Regions from separate parts of the Mus musculus genome. Here region 1 is linked to region 2. Evidence: chromatin contacts called from public HiChIP or PLAC-seq data. All regions are on one chromosome and are shown on one strand. Each heading gives the region's core, a stretch centred on a gene start, on an enhancer-like site or on the middle of the called end of the contact. The rest is flanking DNA. Distances are from core to core; before and after follow the strand shown. Region 1 has its middle 63 kb from the start of Tfcp2l1. Region 2 holds the start of Tfcp2l1 (transcription factor CP2-like 1).

What was found. HiChIP or PLAC-seq counts read pairs in DNA pulled down with a chosen protein or histone mark.
Region 1: an H3K27ac HiChIP or PLAC-seq map of embryonic stem cells shows a contact between it and region 2, with 15 read pairs. The contact joins the enhancer-like site here to the promoter of Tfcp2l1 in region 2. A contact is called at or near these places in 2 of 39 promoter capture datasets (liver and neural stem cells), 1 of 15 datasets of contacts at CTCF or cohesin (the NIH/3T3 cell line), 2 of 484 Hi-C or Micro-C datasets (embryonic stem cells and liver) and 2 of 115 datasets of contacts at active chromatin or transcription factors (both in embryonic stem cells).

Annotation. Positions count from the first base shown.
Region 1 is chr1:118,688,591-118,693,151 of GRCm38.p6, reverse strand. No RefSeq gene overlaps it. Among named protein-coding and RNA genes, the nearest start is that of Tfcp2l1, 63 kb to the right of the region's middle. Within about 2 kb of position 3,036, at least 17 of the 459 cell types and tissues checked have an H3K27ac peak or open chromatin away from gene starts, as enhancers often do. A contact at or near this core is called in embryonic stem cells, where this site is marked.
Region 2 is chr1:118,626,368-118,631,504 of GRCm38.p6, reverse strand. Tfcp2l1 (transcription factor CP2-like 1) reads right to left here and starts at 3,560. Exons shown (of 15, transcript NM_023755.2): 1 at 3,403-3,560. The coding sequence starts at 3,464.

The sequences.
Region 1 (4,561 bases), core at 1,787-4,286, 62 kb before region 2:
GTACTCCACCAGTCCACTTCTCCTGTCAATATCCTTAGAGTCTCAAAACAACTCAAATCAATTCCTCATGCCCCAATAACTGCCCGGTGTGGGTCCTGGTGCTAAGGTCATGTTTAAAAATCCTTAGCTGGAGATGTGGATCAGTTGGTAGGGTGCTTTCCTGACATACACAAAATCCTGGGTTCAGTCCCCAGCACTGCATAAAGGGGCATGGTGGTGCATGCCTGTAGTCACACTACAGAGGTAGAAGCAAGAGGGTTAGAGTTCAAGGTCATCCTTTTTGATGTCATGAACTGAGGGTAAACCTGGGCTACATGAGACTCTGAAATAAACAGGACACTGGAGAGATGCTTCAGTGGGTAAAGTACTTGCCATACCTCCTAGGACCTGAACTCCAATCTCCAGCACCCATGTAACCCCAGTGCTAAGGGGAAGAGGGATATGGATATAGGTAGACCTGTGAGCTCACCGATCAGACACTCTTGCCCAAATAGTGAGCTCCAGGTTCAGTGAGAGGCCTTGTCTCAAAGTATAAGATGAGGAGCAATTGAGAAAGAAACCCAGTGCTGACCTCTGGCCTTCACACTTGCATGCACAGATCACAGATCATTGTACCTACACGTACACACGGAGGTGGGCATGCATGAATATAAGAACATGGGGCTGGAGAGATGGCTCAACTGGTGAGTATTTTTTACTCTTCCAGCACCCGTGTTAGGTGGCTCACACCTGCCTATGCTTCCAGTTCCAAAGGATCCAAAGTCTTTTTCTAGTTTGTGGCCACACACACACACACACACACACACACACACACACAGAGAGAGAGAGAGAGAGAGAGAGAGAGAGAGAGAGAGAGAGATCATAAGTAAACACAAATATTCATCTCAAACATGATGTCCAGAAAACACCCAAACCTTCAAATCTGGTCTGTGGGGATGTGAGGTTTTTTTTCCAGGCACCTCCTCCCACATTCCCAATAAGACCCCTCACTTCATGCCCTAGGTCCTGTAGGATGGGTAAGGTCTAAATCAGATCTGGGCCTCATAGTATAGGAACTTTACACTTTGGACTCCACCAAGTGAGATGATGCTGGTCCCTGACACCCACAGGTGACAGGGAAAAGAGGGAAGGAAATGACATTGAGTCACAGGCCCAGGAAGCCCCTTAGAGTGTAGCACCTAAGGCCCACTTTCTTGAGCCTTGACGATGTGCCTTTTCTTTCACCTGACTGGAGGCAATCAGCTCCTGTGAGTTGGGGCCAGGCTCTGGGAGAGCCCAGTGTTCCTCTGAGGTTCTGAGGGAAGAACCAGGCAGCCAGGGCAGGGACAGAGGTGAGGGATCAGTGCCAGCCATCAATAGTCACAGCAGGTGTAACACAGGTAAGTGGAAAGTACAAATGTGTGAGACACGAGGAGAAGCCCCATCTGGTCACTGTGTATGTTGGGAATAGGGGTGTGCATGAACACAAATGAACGTTGGTGCACCCAAGTGGGCACATATACAGAGGTGGGAGGAGGACTTCAGGTGACCTACTCTGTTGATGTCCAGCTGGCTCCTTGGCAACAGCATCTCTTCCCAAACCTAGAGCCAGGCAGGAAGCAAAAAGCCAGCAACCCTCATGTCTCTGCCCTCCCCCTCCTCTAGCACTAGAGTTACAGGCATGTGCTCACAGTCGCAACTAGGCCTTTACATGTGTGTCCTAGGGATTTAAACACAGGTCCTTGTGTTTCCACAATAAGCGCTCTTACTGAGCCATCTCCCTAGCTTGCTCCCTCTTGTCTTGATCGAACATCTTCTTGTCTGGCTATGCTCTAGGCGGCTGCAACACAGAGGGTAAGAAAGAAAGGCTTACATCCCACTGGATGGCATCCTAATCCATGGGCTAGTGACAGACACAGCCCTCTGTGGCATTATGAAACAGATTCAGAAGACCGAGAGGGCATAAGAGATGGTGCGAGACTGCTACATGAAGCTATAGAGAGGCCTTCTTTGATCTTCCTGGAAGCCATTCATTCATGCTGTGGGCTGGGGGATTCACTCAGAGAGAAAGTACTTGCTGCTCAAGGCTGAGAACCTGGACTCAAATCCCAAGCACCCATGCCAGGCAGCACCCAGGTATAGTCCCAGTGTATATATTGGCACGCATACCTGCACACACATATGTGCACACACGTGAACATACAGGCATATACTGTGTGGCCTAGGTTGATCTGGAAACTCATAATCCTCCTGCCTCGTTGCTATGACTACAGGCTTGAGTCACACATGGCTTCCTAGGGTTATTTTTTTTAAAAAGAGTTATTTATTTTATGTATATGAATACACTGTAGCTGTCTTCAGACACACCAGAAGAGGGCGTCAGATCACATTGCAGATGGTTGTGAGTCACCATATAGTTGCTGGGAATTGAACTCAGGACCTTTGGAAGAGCAGTCAGTGCTCTTAACCACTGAGCCACCTCTCCAGCTCTCCTAGGGTTATTTTTACTGAAGATGACAAACAGACAGACCTTCCCTAAAGTCCAGACTCTAAGCAGATACAAGAGACCCTGGGATCAGGTAACCAATGGGGGGTGGAAATATGTAATCCAGGGATTCCTTATGGGGTCATGAAAGCAAAGAATGGTGTCTGGGCCTGCCAGGTCAGGAGGTCAGGAGTGAGCCAAGTAAGGGTTCTACTGAACCTGGAAAGCCAGAGAGGGGGACATCAAACTTGGGTATGTCTAAAAACAGAGAAGCACAGGTGGCCTCAAGTGAGGAAGCCATATGCACGCGCACACACACACACACACAGAGACAGACAGACAGACAGACAGACAGACAGAGGGGGGAGGGGGAAAGGGAGAGAGGGAGGGAGAGAGAGAGTGTGGGGGGAGAAAAATGAATGGAATGTGGTAAGACCTTAAAAGGCCATCTCTTTCCACACCCAGGTGAGGCCCCAGCTGCTAGAATTCTTAGTCCCCTTAAATAAGGACAGTAGAGGAACTACACCCCCTTGGCCTGGAAGTATGGCAGAGGTGGGTGAGGCCCGGAGGGAGAGTACCTAGCATCCCGTTCATGCCTGTACCAGGAAGCTGATGCAAGGGAAGCCAGAACTACCCTAGCTCTCGGGAACTGCTCTCCAGCTGGACACACCCCAAGGGCAGGTCCTTCAGCTGAATGGCACTTTTAGTTTATCGCAGTCCCCTCCTCTCCTGTCAGCTTCCCATTGTGCAATGGAATTCACAAAAGTACAAAACAGCACAGCTCGGTGACTTCACACAAAGCCACAGTCCAGAAATAGACACCTTTGTTGTGTTCCCACCAGGCACCATGGCCTCTCCCTTTCAGAGAAAGCCAGCCTTGTGACTTTGGGATAGTAGGACCTTGTCCATATACCTGGTGTCACCATGACTCCTTGGTATCCACTTTGTGGGCCTTCTGCTGTGTGTAGAGAGTGACAGAGGACAACCATGACAACTTCCTCTGGCCTCACACACCCATATCTCTCATACACAACAATAATAATAGTAAGATTACTATTACTACTAATAATAATAATTTAAAGTAAGTTTTTTTTTAAAGACAGAATCTGACTATGTAGACCCTGCAGACTTGAGGCTTAGAATTCTCTATGTAGAGCAGGCTAGCCTCCAGCTCAAAGATCAGCCTGCCTCTGCCTCCCAAGTACTGGGATTTAAAGGTGTGTATCACCATGCCCAGCAATAAATACATTTTTTAAATAATAAAATAAATCCATGCTATTCCTTGTGTGATAGGAGCATCTTCTATTACAGTAAGATGATTGTTGGAGGCATCCCAGAGGCATCCCAGATGGCCCATATGTTGGTCACAAGGATGCCACAAGGATGCCACAGTCTTGAACCAGAAGCTTTCAGTCCCCACCCCCATCATTCAGGAGAGCTGGAGACTGTGACAATGTGGCAATGCCTCTATAAAGACCCCTAATAAAGTTGAGTATGCCTAACACCCAAGGTCCCAAATTCTATCCTTAGCACACACACACACACACACACACACACACTATAATAAAGTAAAAATGTTTTGAATAGAATGAACAAACACTGACCAAATGCTGCTCTTAGTTTTGTGAGGCAACATTGTGGAATGTTGAACTTGAAGAAAGAGGCCCGAGAATCTCTCCTTTGAAGCACTGTGGGTAACCCGGAGACTCTTTTGTGATTGGCGGCTGGAGTCCGGTGGCCCTTACCTGTCTTCCCTCCGTGCTGCATTAACTCGGATCTGAACGTTGAGTTTCCAGGCTCTTGTGTCCCTGAACAAAGAATTTGACCAGGGACACATGGTTAGACATACAAGTAGAACAGAGACAGTTTAGGAAGGAAGGAAAAGCCGGGGATGGGGTTGGGGGAGGTTGGGGTGGGTGGAGAGATGGCTCAGTGGTTAAGAGCACAGGCTGCAATCCCAGAGGACCCAGGTTTAATTTCTAGTACCCACAGGGCAGCTCACAACTGACTGTAATTCCAGTCCTAGCTAATCCTACACCCTCATACAGGCATACGTGTGGCCAAACACCAGTTCACATAAAAATTTAAAAATAATAA
Region 2 (5,137 bases), core at 2,311-4,810:
AGCTGTTAGCTTCCTCACCCAGATGGATGCACACCTTCATCTCTTCCAAAACGGGGATTTTTAACATGTATGTATTTAGTTAGTTATTTGTGTGACCAGGCACATGTGCATATGAACAAGTGCACACTCAGCATGTGCACACACATCAATATCAAGGGACAACTTTTGGAAGCCGGTTCTCTCCTGCTACCATGTGGATTCCTAGGATTGGATTAGGGTCTTTAGGCTTCGCAGCAAGCACCTTTTACATGCTGAGCCATACTGCAGGCCCATAGCTCCCCTTTTTAAAGCTCTTTTTTAAAAAAACTCTCCAAAATACTATGAAGATAGAAAACCTTGATTTCAGTTTTCTTACCCAAGTGACAAATCTAAAAGTATTCAAAAAGCTGTTTCCTTCATCTCTAAGTAATGCTCCCTACACCAAAACATTAGCCCTGGACTGGGGAGACAGCCTGTAAAGCACTTGCTTTACAGTGAGGACCTAGTTTCAATCCCAGAGGGCACGGCCTGCAAAAGCTGAGTGTGGTTAGTGTGTGCTAACTACACATCTCCCAGTGCTGGGAAGATGCGACAGGATGACCCCCCTGAGGCTCACTGGCTAGGCAGTTAATCTGCTTAACAAGTTCCAGACAGGTAGGAGCTCCAACCTCAAAACACAGTGTGTGGTAGCTGAGGAACATTATTAAAGACTAGTCTTTATAAGCAGGTGGCTCTCTGTGAGTTCCAGACCAAGCTGAGTGAGTCCCAGGACAGCTAGGGCTACATAATGAGACCCTGTCTGGGAAACACACACACACACACACACACACACACACACATCATACATACATGTACACCTCAGCCTCCAATCACCCTGTGACAGAGGAACTTGTTTTTAAACTTCTTCAAGAAGTTATCAGTACATTGCCCAGGCTAGCTTTGAACTCCCAGACTCACAGAGCTGTTCAGACTCACGGAGCTGTCCTGCTGGCTGAGTTGCTGGGACTTCAGATAGGTGTCCTTGCTAGGAACAATAAAATCCCTGAGGAGCAGAATGACCTACAGGCAGGTGAGACTTCCTTAAAGATTCTAAACTATGTTGCCACAGAAACAACTACCAAAAGATGCCCCGCCCGATCTTGATGACCCTCCTCCCATCTCCATGAATCAGATCAGCTGACCCCGCTTCACTGCACTGTCACCAGTACGATGTGTTCCCTGTACAGCATCATAAATGAGTGTCCATGAAATATAACCCAGCACACACCCCAACAGTACCTAACAGGTTCTCAGAAAGCTTGCCTTTGGGCACACCTGGGAGACATTCCCTGTGTGTATTTTTTTTTTCCTGCTATTCCTGTCTGTTGCCCAGAGTAGTATTATCAGGGCTGGCCAGTTTCACCTCCACCGGAAGCAAATCTTTCCTCTTTTCCAGCCTGGGCAGTTATTAAGGAACACAGAAAGAAGTATCATCCTGCTACCCTGAGAATTGCATAATTTCATGTTTGCCCAGACCATGTAAGTTAATAACCCAGGCACAGTTACTTTTAAATTAGAGAGAGAGAGAGAGAGAGAGAGAGAGAGAGAGAGAGAGAATTAGTTAAGAGCCATCATTCAACAGTAACTTGTTTCTGGCCTGCTGTCCTTATTTGCCAAGGAATAAAAGTCACCAGAACATCAAACAGAAAGGAGAGGGAGGGCTTAAAGGCCACCCACTATTCATTGAAATCAGATGGCTTGTAGAATTTCTAGCAGAACAAAAACTGATAATAAAAAAGGAGGGCCAGAAGTTATCAAAATGGAAGAACAAGCGTAAGGCCCAAGGTTCATCCCAGCACTACAAAAAAATAAACAAACAAAAAAACAATAAAAATTAAAAAATAATAATATGAAATTAAAATTTTAAATTCTGAAAAAGAAAAACAAGGAAAGCAAAGAAAAATATTCTTGCACTAACACAGATACACAGGGCGCAAGGAAGTCAAACTACTTGAAGGTAAAAAACAAAAACAACACCAGCTTCCAGTGGGGAGTATGGTTGGTCTTTACCCATTGCTTCCTCAAAGCACCCAAAGAAACAGTGCTGCTTTGTAGTGGCTCTCAGGCTCTCAACCTCAACGTTTGCCTTCCTCCTTTCATGCTAAGTCAAAATCTTAAAAGTATCTGAGTTGGCTCACAAAACTTCCATCTCAGGCACAGATACATAAACCACACCACGCCTCAAACAAGGATAATGTTTTATGCAACTAGATTTCAAATACTTCCGCTCAAGGTCACCTTCAACTTCATTTTTAAGATAGGATGAGATTAAATACCTAATGGCTACTCACAACAATCCAAAAGAAACCACAGGTAACCCTATAGAGTGTAATACAGTTAGCATATATTTATTCTATAGCAATTTTAACTGTGGGCTCAACACCACCACCGGGATCTGCAGTCTCATGTCCCTAGTTTGATTACCATTTTCAATGGTTTGGAGTTATTTTTTAAAAGAAAAAAAAAAAAAAACTGAAGATACACCAGTGAAACCTGGCCAACCCTCGGCTTTCTAAGAAGGGGCATGTCTTCCTAGAGGAGTTCTGAACATACATGAATCAGAAGCCAGGAAGTACAAATAACAAAGAAATCCAAAAGAGGAGACTTGGGGGGGGGGTCCAAAGAAGCACTTAAGGGTCTGTAGTTAGGGCTGACAGCCCCTGGGATGTCTTCTTGAGCCCACATCAAACACACTTTGGGTTAAGTACGGCACATATAATAAACTGTGACTAGGATGGAAATAAAGACAGGTTGAAGCTGGTTCTGGCGAGTTCAGAAAAAGAAATGCCTGCCTATTAGCCCTGCAGCCAGCTGCACCATAGCGAGGGGGATAAAAAAATCAAAGAATCCCGGAGTCACCAAAGCAATTTGGGGAGGTGAGGAAGTTCTATTTCCTAAAAGAGGGAGTTCAGAGAACTTTGCAAAATCCCGCGGGACCCTCTTCCCTTAAAGTGCGCTAGCGAAATCCCCACAGAAGAGGAGATTTCTAGGGGCCATACCAAGTTGACCCCGAGCAAGGGCAGCCACCCCCTGAAGCCCGAGCCCTCAGGGCTGCAGCGCAGACCTGCTCCCGCTATCCACCTGTGGGCCCAAGGGCCGAGAAGAGCAAAGAGCGGGCGGGGCCTGGCTTCCCGGGACACTCCAGCTCCTGATAGATGAGGCAAGTTTATTTCTCCTATTGGAGTGGGGAAGGGAGAGGAAAGGCGACGAAACCCGGCTGGGGACACAGCGAGTGGCAAGGAAACCTCGAAGAAGCAGCCCGCGGGCATCAGTGCGCCTCTTCCCCGACCATTCCCTAGGGGCCTCCCGGAGGGCCCTTCTCTGGAGGCCTGAGGTTAGTCAGCGCTCGGACCCCGATCGTAGGCAGGTGTTGCCACGTCTTACCGCAAGTAGCTGCCAGAGTTGTGCTGGTTGTAGTGTTCGGGCTGCGTGTGCCAGAACAGCATGGCTGAGGCTTCCGCAGCACCGGCCGGGGCGTGGCACCGAGCTGGACGCGGCAACCCTGGCCGCCGTCCACCTTTAAGCAGCACCCACTCGAACCTGAGTGGGCTGCGGCCGGCGCCTTTTATAGGCCGTCAGGTGGGCGTGGCATTAGGGGCGTGGTTATTGCAGGGCCGTCCCTACGGCTAGCACGGCCGGAGGGAGGCGCTGAGCCGCACCTGCCGGAGCTGTGCCTTTCTGGGAGCTGGCACTTGCTTAGCTACTGACCCTGGGGACACAGCCACTCTCGCTGTGGCCTACTGGCCTCTGAGCTTCCACGCTGAGCCCAAGGCAGTTGCTCAGGGCGAGATTGTGGCCAGGAGCACCTAAGCACTCCCCTTAACGTTTTTGTTTTTCCTCGCTCTGAACACTGACCTTATACCCTTTTTTCTCTGTTGCTTTTACTTGTCTTTAACTCCATGACTAGCTCACTGAGCATATCATACATGAAGTCACCTAGCATACACAAAGCTCTAAGCCCAGGTGTGGTACAACAGGTCTCTAATCCCTGCACTGGTAGAGGCAGGAAGATCCAAAATTCAAGGTCATCTTCTGCTGCACAGTATATAAAATAAAATAATAAAAATAAACTTAAAAGAGATGCCTGGGCCTCTTACTCAGAGCCCAGAATCAGTCCTTAGTCTGAGTCCAGATGAGCCTAGGAAGCATCAGAAAAGAAAGTTTCAGACAGGTTTGTGACAGTCCTTCTTTGACAAACTGGGCTCGTGTGACATGCAGAAGAGTTTAGGAGATGGGATGAAGTGTCCAGGTGTCAGAAACACGGGAGGCAACGGGAGGTAAGATTCTCTTTCCACTTCCTTTAATAGGGTTGTTTTTAAGTCTCTGTGTGTGGGTGGGTGGGTGGGTGGGTGTGTGTGGGAAGGACACTGTGCCTTAGTGTGTGTGCAGTGTAAACAGCTTGCAGGAGTCATTTCTTTTTCTTCTACAATGGGAGTCTGGCTATGCAACTCAGCAAGGACCTGTGCTGTGCTGCTGTGCCTGCCACCTTTCTGCTCCTTTAAGATTTTGGATGTTCTTTATAATTGGCTTTTGGAAAGTCGAGTCTGCCTGAATGTGAACAGTAGTAGGCCATGGGTAGATGGGCAAGCAGAAAGGTACACAGTTCCTAGAGGTGAACCCACAGGGTGATGTCTCAGGACCTCATTAGGCATACGTTCTGCTTAATTGAATGAGTCTATAAAGACTTCCTGGGCCTGCAAGCATAGGCACACAAGTCCCCCTTCCTTTGCTGGCTCTGCACTGTCTCCAGCCACAGGTTGCTGCTCTGTGAGAAACCCTTGGGATACTCCCTGTCTGCCTCTCCAGGGACCACCTCTGCTGCTCTTGATGCTCCTAGAGGTCACATGTGTCAGGGGTTGGGCAACATTCCTGTAGCTATCACACCCAACTCTGTGGATGTGTGACAATGCAAAGGCCATTTTAGTCCTAGAGCTCTCATGGGAGAAACTGGAAAGTGATCACCTCTTCCCTTCCCAGCTCTCCCAGATACCGATACTAAAGAATTCTGTAACCAACATCCTGAGCACTAAGTTCTCCATCAGGGACCAGAACGGGGACATGCTTTCAAAAGGAGAGCACCCTAGGATAATGTCAAGAAGCCAGCCCTTCCAGAGGCTCC